Regions from separate parts of the Sus scrofa genome. Here region 1 is linked to region 2. A link is a contact called in public HiChIP or PLAC-seq data. All regions are on one chromosome and are shown on one strand. Each heading gives the region's core, a stretch centred on a gene start, on an enhancer-like site or on the middle of the called end of the contact. The rest is flanking DNA. Distances are from core to core; before and after follow the strand shown.

The links. HiChIP or PLAC-seq counts read pairs in DNA pulled down with a chosen protein or histone mark.
Region 1: an H3K27ac HiChIP or PLAC-seq map of skeletal muscle shows a contact between it and region 2, with 3 times the contacts expected there. The contact joins the enhancer-like site here to the promoter of G6PD in region 2. A contact is called at or near these places in 2 of 5 promoter capture datasets (fetal liver and liver), 10 of 47 Hi-C or Micro-C datasets (alveolar macrophages, blood, fetal liver and 4 more) and 2 of 2 datasets of contacts at active chromatin or transcription factors (alveolar macrophages and skeletal muscle).

Annotation. Positions count from the first base shown.
Region 1 is chrX:124,918,987-124,924,181 of Sscrofa11.1, forward strand. No RefSeq gene overlaps it. Among named protein-coding and RNA genes, the nearest start is that of RPL10, 5.7 kb to the right of the region's middle. Within about 2 kb of position 1,440, at least 25 of the 83 cell types and tissues checked have an H3K27ac peak or open chromatin away from gene starts, as enhancers often do. A contact at or near this core is called in alveolar macrophages, fetal liver, retroperitoneal adipose tissue and 2 more, where this site is marked.
Region 2 is chrX:125,039,136-125,044,385 of Sscrofa11.1, forward strand. It overlaps G6PD (glucose-6-phosphate 1-dehydrogenase), which reads right to left and starts at 1,905. Exons shown (of 13, transcript XM_021080744.1): 1 at 1,441-1,905; 2 at 488-615. The coding sequence starts at 1,552. It also overlaps a transcript of IKBKG not described here.

The sequences.
Region 1 (5,195 bases), core at 190-2,689, 120 kb before region 2:
CAGAGAGACGAGTGACAAAGCGGGGAAAAAATAGTAGCGAGATGTGACTCAGGGCTCCTATCACGACGTACAGCCAGCTTGAACCCGCCGTCAGGGAAATGCCCGATGATGATGACGGGGCGCCGGGGGTGCGGGGGAAGAGGGGAATGCAGAAAACGGGGGCCCAGGGCCACCCCGCCGTCCGACCCTACAGCCAGGACTCGCTCGGCTGCTGGGGTCCCCGAGCTGCGCACCCCGGGCTCGAATGCCGGCTGGAGACGCGCGGCGCTTCCTCTGCCGCCCCCACCGCACAGCGGGCCGGCCCAGAGCCGGACAAAGACCAGCCGCTGCCAGGACCGGCCGGCCCGGGGGGTGGGCGGTGGGCGGTGGGCGGTGCTGCTGGGCATCGAGCAGGTCCGGGCAGCATCGCCCGGGGGCTGGGAGACCCTCCTGGTGAGGAAGGAGCGTCCGGCAGGAAAGGCCGCGGCTTCCCACCCGCCGGAGAGGGCTGGCCGCACCCACAGACCAGACGACCGCCAGCGCCTCGTTTCCGGGCACACGCCCCCCCCCCGCCGCCGCCCCGATCTCGTCGCCACACGCCCCCAAACCCGCACTCTGGGTCTCAGGGCGCATGTTCCCTCCCGTCCCCGAGCCCGGCTGGGCAGTCGGCTCTTCTGCCTGGGCCTCGGCAGGGAGAGCTTCCAGGCCCCAGGCCCAACTCTCCTCTCCGCCCCCGCCTCCCAGCGTCCAGATGTTATCAGCCCAGCGCCTGCACAGACCTGACGCCTCATCCTGCCCTGGCGGGCGGTGGGCGGCCAGGCACCTTCCAGGGCCCCCGGGGCAGGGAGGGGTGGCGATGACAGCCGCGCTGCTCTCGCGAGAGGCGGCCCCCCCCCCCGCCATTTCCCAAGGCCCTGGGGACCCCGCAAAGGAGCCGGTCCGGGGTAGGGCAGGGGGCACACACCTAGGAGCCACCACCTCCAGAGCAGTGCTTCGCACGGGGGGGTGGGGGGGGTCCCCGGACCAGCGGCGGTGGCACGGGCATCACCCAGGAGCTTGCTGGAGTCCCCACCTCTCAGGCCCCACCCTAGAGCTGCAGGATCAGAGGCTCTGGGGTGGGGCCCGGCGGCCACCTGGCTTGGAACGAGCCCTCCAGGTGTTCCCACGCACCTTCCAGCGTGACAACCGCTGGGAGGGGGCGCTCCGCAGCTCGCCCGCTTCTAGAGACACCGGAGCTTTCTCTGCGGGCTCACCTTGACCTCTCCGGGTGAGAGGCAGGCGGGCAGGCAGGCAGGCACTGATGGCTGCTGCAACCCCAGGTTGTCCGGGAGAACCGGCGTGCTGGGGCAGGATTCCCGCCCAGCAGGCCACACCTGTCAAGCGACACGGGGAACACTTTGTGACTTCCCGCTGTCCCCGCCTCCGGAAGCATGGGCCCTGGCGGACACCCCTGACAGACGCCAGGCACTGGCCCCAGCTCTGCCCACCTGTCCCTGGATACTACCCGTCTGTGCCTGTTTGCGGGGCGGGGGGCGGGGGAGCGGCGGAGGAGGGGATCCAGGCTTCACCGAGAACCCTCCCAGGCACACCCAGGGGCGCTGGAACACAGCGGGCCGGGAAAGGGGTGGGAGTGGGGGTGGGGGGAGGGCGCCCCATTCGGGGCCCTGGGAGCGGAGGCGGGGGGCGGGGGCGAGCTCTCCGGAGCACAGAGCCAGGCTGCCCTCAGAGGCCAGGGCTGGGCGGGGCCGGGGGCGCAGTGACCCTGCCCTCTGCCGTCCTGGCGGGACGGCGGCCGCCTCCTCCCCCTCTCACCGGGCCCCTGGGGGCCCCCAATACACGGCCTCTGGCCATCGCGAGGGCCAGACACCCTCCGAACCCGGAGGGGAGTCCCTCTGGGAGCTGCGGGAGGGGCGCCGGCGGAGCCCCCAAGCCATCCCAGGGCTTGGCCTCTTTGGACGCTTCCCGTCGGCCTCTCCCCGGAGGAAGGCAAAGACCCCCGGGGTCCGGCGGAAAAGGCAGCCTGGTCGCGCCCGGGACCTACAGGGGCGGGGTCGGGGAAGCGAGGGCGGTGACCAAGGGGCGGGGCCCCGCCTTCCGACCCGCCCCTTCCGGCCGGCTCCGCCAATGACCAAGCTCGACTCGGGACGCGCCCGGCCCCCTGGCGGCCGAGGAGGCCCGGCCCCTGTGGTGTGACGGGCACCCTTTCTGCCCAATGCGAACAAGGCGGGCCGCCTGCCCCCGCGCCCCTCTGGGCTGGGCTCCCGGGCCCTTTTTTCTCACCGGCGGGCGGCCCGGCGGGCTGCGGGTCGCCGGACGTCCTGCCCGGCCTCTCCGTGCCGAGCCGCGCGAGCGGTCCGGCGTGGGCACGCTCAGCCCTGCTGGTGTGCTTCCGGTGTGTACTTGTATTGTGAAGTAATGAAGCGCACAGGAAGTTACACGGAGACGCCCGAGAGGCCGGAGCCCCTCGCGCGTGGGTCGGTGGTCCGCGCTTCCTCTGTACTGCTGCGTCAGCCTGTCGCACAGCCAGTGCGATCGCTTCCCAGGCGATGCCGTGGGTGCCTCGCGAGCGCTGCTCGGGGTTTTGTCCCCGGTTGCGTGTCCGAATGTGTGTGTGTGTGTGTGTGTGTGCACGCGCGTAGCTCCGGGCAGTTTCGTCACGCGTGTGGGTTCAGGTGGCCCCCACTGCGATCGAGGTCCAGCCTGTCCCCTCCTGAGGGTCCTTCCTGTTGACCTGTCATAGCCACGGCCTCCCCCCTCCTCCTCCCCCCCCTCGATCCCTGGCAACCAGAACTCCAGTCTCAGTTACTGCGGCACATAAATGGAACCCGGCAGGATGCCACCTGGAGGGGGCGCGTGCTCCCTCACGCACTGCCCTCGAGAGCCATCCATCCAGATGGTTGCGTGGGTCAGTGGTCAGCGCTTCCTCTGTACTGCTGCCCGGAGGCCTGGGTCCACACCAAGCACTCACTCACCCACCCCCCGAAGGTCATGCCGCTTGTTCCCACGTTTAGGCTTCCGCAAATAAATCTGCTCTGCTCGCGGGCCTACACGGTTTCCGCTTCCGCTTCCTTGGCATAAAGGCCCCACGGTGCAATTGCTGGGCGCTCCCGGAGGTGGACGCTTAGCCCTCAGAGAGACTGGCAGATTGCCTTCCGACTTGCCAACATAGGTATTCACACAGTTGTATTTCTTTCTTTTATTTACTTACTTTTTTTTTTTTGTCTTTCGTCTTTCTAGGGCCGCACCCGCGGCATATGGAGGTTTCCAGGCTTGCGGTCTAATCGGAGCCATGGCTGCTGCCTTAAGCCACAGCCACAGCAAGGCTAGATCCCAGCCCCGCCTGCGACCTACACCACAGCTCACGGCAACACCAGATTCTCAACCCACTGAGCGAGGCCTGGGATCGAACCTGCGTCCTCATGGAGACTGGTCAGGTCCATTTCCACTGAGCCTCTCCGGGAACTCCAGCCTTGAAATTTAATGCACACCATGTAATCGCCTCCTCCAAAGACCCTACTTGTCACACACCCTACTCGTTGGGCTGTTAGTCCCTCGTTCCACAGGTTGCAATCATCTTCCCTCAGTCGGTCTCTTGTCATAACAGACCAGGCTTTTCGGCCTTGCTTTCCGATGTCAAGACGCTCATCCTTGCTTTTGGCCCCGCCCCTGACACGCACAAGTTCTGGAACCAGGAATCAAACCGGAACCCACAGCAGTGATGACGCCAGAGCTTTAACCCGAGGAGCCACCAGGGAACACCAAGAAGCTATGCATTTCTATATGACCAAGTTTATTAAAATCTCAATTGATTTCTGGGTTATACAACTTTTTTTTTTTTTTATTTTTTAGGGCCGCACCCTCGGCATATGGAAGTACCCGGGCTAGGGGTCGAATCAGAGGTGTAGCTGCCACCCTACACCACAGCCACACCCACGCCAGGTCCAAGCCGCGTCTGCGACTTCGGCAACACCTGAGCCTTAACCCCCTGAGGGAGGCCAGGGATCGAACCCACCTCCTCAGCGATACTAGTGGGATTCCTTTCTGCTGAGCCACCCCAATGGGAACTCCCTGGCTATGTATCTTAGGTGGAAAGTCATTATTATTTTTTTTTTGTCTTTTTGTTGTTGTTGTTGTTGTTGTTGTTGCTATTTCTTGGGCCGCTCCCGCGGCATATGGAGGTTCCCAGGCTAGGGGTCGAATCGGAGCTGTAGCCACCGGCCTACGCCAGAGCCACAGGCAACGCGGGATCCGAGCCGCGCCTGCAACCTACACCACAGCTCACGGCAACGCCGGATCGTTAACCCACTGAGCAAGGGCAGGGACCGAACCCGCAACCTCATGGTTCCTAGTCGGATTCGTTAACCACTGCGCCACGACGGGAACTCCCGAAAGTCATTATTTTTGAATCAGAAAGCAGTTCTCATGGCGTAGCAGAAACAAATCCAATGGGTATCCATGAGGACGCGGGTTTGATCCCTGGCCTCGCTCAGTGGGTCAGGGACGCGGCCTTGCCGTGAACTGTCGTGTAGGCTGCAGACACCGTTCGGATCCCGGGTTGCTATAGCTGTGGCCTAGGCTGGCAGCTGTAGCTCCGATTCAACCCCTAGTCTGGGAACTCCATATGCCACACCCCAGGCTCTAAAAAACAAACAAATGAACAAACAAAAAGCAGTTCTCGTGGATACTTACAACGCCTTTGCATTACTGTGTGACAGACAGCTACCCCAACGCCCCAAATCTTCAGCAGCCCCCAAGACACATGCAAATCAATATATAAGAGAAGGGATCAAAAAGAGAAGCCTACTTAAAAAAAAGCCCAGGCAGATTTGAAAAAGAAAAAGAACTTTAGGAGTTCCCTGGTGGCACAGTAGGCTAAGGATCCGGAGTTGTCACCGCTGTGGCTCAGGTTCGAGCCCTGGCTTGGGAACTTCCACATGCCAGGGGTGTGGCTATAAAAAGAAGAAGAAAATCAAAAGGAAAAGGCACTTTAGCGGTAAAAAGAAAAGGGGGGGGAGGGCGGGAGTTCCCGCTGTGGCTCAGCGGGTTAAGAACTCGACACAGTATCCAGGAGGATGCGAGTCCCATCCCTGGCCTCGATCCGTCTGTTAGGGTCCCAGCGTTGCCCCAAGCTGCAGGGGAGGTGGCAGGTGTGGCTTGGATCCTGCATTGCTGAGGCATAGGCCGGCAGGTGCGGCTGTGATCTGAGCCCTAGCCTG
Region 2 (5,250 bases), core at 655-3,154:
CAAAGAGATGCTGCTCAAAGCAAAGTTGAGTGTTTGTCCTCACGGAACCTGACGTGGCAGACACAAGGTGGAGATCAGACCTCAGATCCTACCTCTGGAACTAAACTGACTTCACGCCGTTTACCAAGTCAGACGCGAGTTTGGAAAACACACTCCCAGAATGAACAGCTTCCCCTGTTTGCCTCTCACTTTTCCCCACGGAGGAGGAAGTCCAAGCACACAGCCCCTGCGGACCTCCGGGCTCCAGGGCATGAGGCTGCAGCCAATGGCTGCACACAGACTTCAGCAAGGCCTTGCAATACGCCTACACCAGGGGGTGCTGGGGTGATAGTGGCGCAAGAGCAGGAGGGAGAGCCCAGCCAAGCAGAGCTGGAGAGGCCCTATAACAAGCAGGTGGGCGAGCCCAGGCACGGAGAGGGAAGGGACCTAAGCCATGTCCTGCTCTAAGTCTGCTGCATTTAAGATGTGGGGCCTGGGGGAGACTCACCGATGCTCCCATGATGATAAAGATATGTGTATCCGACTGATGGAAAGCATCGCCCTGGTACAGCTCTTCCCGCAGGATCCCGCACACTTGGGTCCGGCTCAGAGCCACCTGCTCTGCCATGGTACTCTCTGGAGGAAAAAAAACTTATTGATGAGGCAGGAGAACCGGAAAGCACTGAGAAGCTGGCTGGCCCCTTTCTGGAGGAGTCCTTTGGGCTCTCGTCCAGCTGATGCCTGATTACTGAAACCACTTGGTGGGAATGGCTGCGAGCAGGATGGTTGGGGGATGAGAAACTGCTGGCTCTGGTCATACTCTCCAGACAGCCTTCTTTCAGCGTGTACATTACAACATTACTCTAAGCATTAGTGGACTCCAACGAGGGCCTCAGCTCTGGGGGAGTAACACCAAGCTGGAACATCGGACCACCTGCTAAGGCCATCTCACCAAGGATTCAGGCGGAAGCTCCTCAATGAGCTGGAGCAAGTTAGATCAAGCAGCTGACAGTGTAGATCTAGTCCTCCTCCACCACCGCTGGGAGACCCCGGCCAATCCCCGCCCCTCTCGGGGTCCCCTCAGGGGCCCAATGGGGGTATGCAGGGGACGGTTAGATCAGTTAACACCCTCTCGATTTTGCCCCCTTCCCAAGCGTGGCAAATCAAAGCGTTCGCCCACTCAGTTACCTGTGCTTCACCGCTGCTGCCCTTCGCGCTCGCAGCCCCGGAGTTCCCGGCAGTTTCCTGGGGCTGCGCCCCGCCTGCCCATTTAACTGGCGGGGGCGGGCACCTGGTCTGAGCTGACCAGCCTCAGGCGAGGCGCGCGGGCGGGGCCTCCGTGTGCCCCTCCCCCGAGAGGCGGGGCGAGGCAGGTGCGCGCGCATCTCGGGCCGGTGGGACCCCCCCCCCCCCGCTCCCGCGCGAGGCCTGCCGGCCTGACCCGCTCCGCCCCTTGAGCACCTGCGCCGGCCGCCGGGCTGCGGGCCCCCTGCTGTCCTCGCCGCCGCTGCGCCGTGTCCCCGATGCTTCGCGAGTCCGTGTGCAGCTCCCCACAGCTCGCCCGCGTTCCCATCCCTGGCCTGGCCCCGCCCCTACAGTCTGGCTTTCTCGTCAGCCCGGGGTTGTCCTGCGCCCTCAAGAAGGGCTCCACTTCCGCCGGCAGCGTGGTCACGCCCCTCGACCCCACTTGTAGGCGGGGCCCTCTTTAGCCTCGCCCCCTCACTGGACGGGTCGTCGACTCCGATCAAACTGGCCCTATCACATGATAGCCTCGTCGTGGCTCCTCCCCTAGTGGGGGCGGGGCAGCCGACCTGCCGCTCGCTGGATGCCGCCGCCGGAGAGACAAGGGGAAATGCGGGTCGCGACGCATATTATTGAAGAGTGTCCTACGGGCCAGCCGAGCCTGGTACGCTCGGGCTTCCGTCTGGGGACAAGTCTCCCTCGCGCCTCTCGCGGGCCTGCTGGGGGCGGGGTGGGGGCGGAGTGTGAGTGTTTTACTTCCGGATCCCACAGCTACGACACCGGAAGCAGGAAATGGGAATTTGGCAGCCCGAGAAGGGAAGGGCGACCGCGGAACCCGAACTTTCTCCGAGCGCCGGGGTCCGAGGAGCGCTCGGGACCCGCCGCTCCCGCCCTTCTCACGTCGGACCGACTCTGCTGACAGGTGTGGTCCTCTTCTCCGAAGATAGGGTACTATTGGTGGGCGTTCCGCCACCTCCGAGACCCCCCCTGGACGACCAGGCTTTCCCCTCCTATTGGGCCCCGGCCCGGTTCTGCCGCCCGCTTCTAGATCACCCGCCGAGGCTGGCCAATTCAGGACCCAGGTTACTCTGGCGACGAGCGGGGCAGTTTTCGCCTCTCCTTCCTCTGCCGCGGCGGAGTCTGACCACACCCCTAGTTCGTGGATGACTATTCTACTTCGGAGACATTTTCTGTTCATCGAACTTGACTACATTTGAAGTTGTTAAGTTCTTTAAAAAAGCCTCAAGGGTAATTTGACAGCTAAGCATCTTTCCTCATGCGCTTCATTTTGCTCACTTTGCACAACGGTTAATGTCTGCCGGACCTCATATCAGTTCTGTGACTTGAGGATGAATGGGCCATAAGGAGGCCACTATACCTGGAATAGAGTGAGCGAGGGGGGAATAGTTAGAGAGGAAGCAATGGGGGACCAGATAGTGCACGGCCTACTATCTTGTTGTACGGGTTGTGGCTTTTTGGCGGAGGGCCATGAGGAACTATGGTAGGGATCTGGATAGAGGAGAGACGTGGTAGGAATTACCTTTTGGTCTGATTGTTCTGGCGCGGTGGGTAGAACAGACTGTACGTAGGGGGCAAGGGTTGGAGCAAGGTGATCTGCTAGGAGGTTATTGCAGTTATCCAGGTGAGAGATGATGGGGCTCGGATCGTTTTATTGTGAAAAATACCAAAGATGTGCAAAAGTAGAAAGGATAGTATAAACCCAAGGTACCCACCTCCCAGCGTCAACAGTTATCAACCTGTTGCTACCTTTGCTTAATTTATACCCCTCATAATCTCTTATTTTCAAAAATAGCTTTATTGACATATAATTCACATACCACACAATTCACCCATTGAAAGTGAACAATTCACTGCTTTTCAGTATATTCACACACCTGCACAACCATCACCATTCATTCTCGAACATTTTCATCAACCCATCACCTTATCTACTTCAGTTCTAAGCATCTATTAGTCTTTCCATCTCTCTATGTTTGCCTATTCTGGATAGTTCACATAAATGGACTCATAATATGTGGTTTCTTGTGAGCTGTTTCTCTGTGTTGCTCAGTGTTTTTTTTTTTTTTTTTTTTTTTTTTTTTTTTTTTGTCTTTTTGCCATTTCTTGGACCGCTCCCGGGCATATGGAGGTTCCCAGGCTAGGGGTCCAATCAGAGCTGTAGCCGCCGGCCTACACCAGAGCCACAGCAATGTGGGATCTGAGCCGTGTCTGCAACCTACACCACAGCTCAGGGCAACGCCGGATCGTTAACCCACTGAGCAAGGGCAGGGATCGAACCCGCAACCTCATGGTTCCTAGTCGGATTCGTTAACCACTGCGCCACTCCTGCTCAATATTATTAACATGGTAGGGTAGGAATGTACTAGATTGTGTTTATTCATCAGTCGATGGACATGTAGGTCATTTCCACCCTTTGGCCGCTAAGAGCAGTCTCACGTGGACCTGTGTTTTCATTTTTCTCAGGTACATACCGAGCAGGTCCCCCATTACCTTGAACCAAATTCCAGGCACCTTATAATTTCGCTGTAAATGTTTCAGGATGCATCTCTAAGAATGGACTTTGAAAGAAACAACCACAGTACCAAGTATCACACCTAAAATAAGTTAACATTAATTGCTTAGTGTCCTCAAATAGATTCTAAGATACCTTTTGACGGGATTTCCCAATGGATTAGACGTGAGCCCTGAGGGCCAGAGAGGACTCAAGAAGGACTCCCAGGTTGTGTCCTGCTGACCGGAGGGTGGACGTGCTGTCACCTAATAATAAGGGAGGCTGTGGGTGGAGCCGGCTTCTGGGGACTGTGAGCAGTGCAGTTCTGGAGAGGTGAGTTTTGAGAGGAGGATTAGATGTCCAGCCTGAGATGCTGAGTTTGATGCATGGGGGTTAAAGCTGGGAGTCTGGATGGAATTAGCGCTGGAGTAGCTGTAGTTAGAGAAAAGATGAGATCCCAGAAAGGAGCCCCGGAGCATCACAGCATGAAAAGTGTGGCGAGGATGGTCCACGGAAAGAGCCAGAGCAGGAGCAGCCAGTGAAGTGGTGGCTGTTCTGGACTCAGGGCTCAGCGGTTGGTCAGATAGTGCTGGTGGGTCAGGGGGTTATTCAGAGAAGTATCAGTGTAACAGCGAAACGTCCCAGCTTGTTTGGTGTTAAACGTCTCTAGCTGCAGCTCAGGCTCTCTCCTGGAAGCTTCTTTTGGGATCGGCTTCCTCCTCCATGTAGTCGGTTTTCTTGGGCAGGATTTAAAAGGGCTCCGGGCGGGTGCTGTCCCGCAGAGCGCCCCCCTGCCCCCGCCTCTAGTTCACAGGACGATGCACACAGCTCAGCCTGACTCTCGGCCCTGCCACCTTAGGCTGCAAGCCCAGCTCCCGCTTTCGGGTGCTCAGCTCCAGGGAATGCCCACCAGGTTCTGAGTGGTCTCTGTGAAGCCCTTCTCACTAGGTACATTGATTTCCTAGGCTGCCGTGAGAGAGTCCAAGGCAGATGGCTTAAGACAACAGCATTTGTCCTCTCTCCGTTCTGGAAACCAGGAGCCTGAAGTCAGGGCGTGGCAGGGCCCTGTTCCCTCTGGGGGCGCCAGGGGAGGGTCCTTCCTGCCTCTTCCAGCCTGTGGTGGCTCCAGGCATCTCTGGGCTGGGGCCGCATCACTCCAGTCTCTGCATCTTCACGTGGCTTCTTCTGTGTCTGTCTCTCCTTTTGTGTCTCTTAGAAGGACACTCATCATTGGATTTAGGGCTCCCCTGATCCAGGAGGACCTCATTTCAGATCCTTCACTTGTATTACATCCTTTTCCTTCTTTCCTTTTCCCTTTCCCTTTTTTTTTTTTTTTTTTTTTTTTTTTTTTTGCTTTTTAGGGCTACACTTGAGGTATATGGAAGTTCCCAGGCTAGGGGTCTCATTGGAGCTGCAGCTGCCAGCCCACATGAGTGAGAGCCACAGTGACACGGGATCTGAGCTGCGTCTGTGACCTATACCACAGCTCACGGCAATACTGATCCTTAACCCGCTGT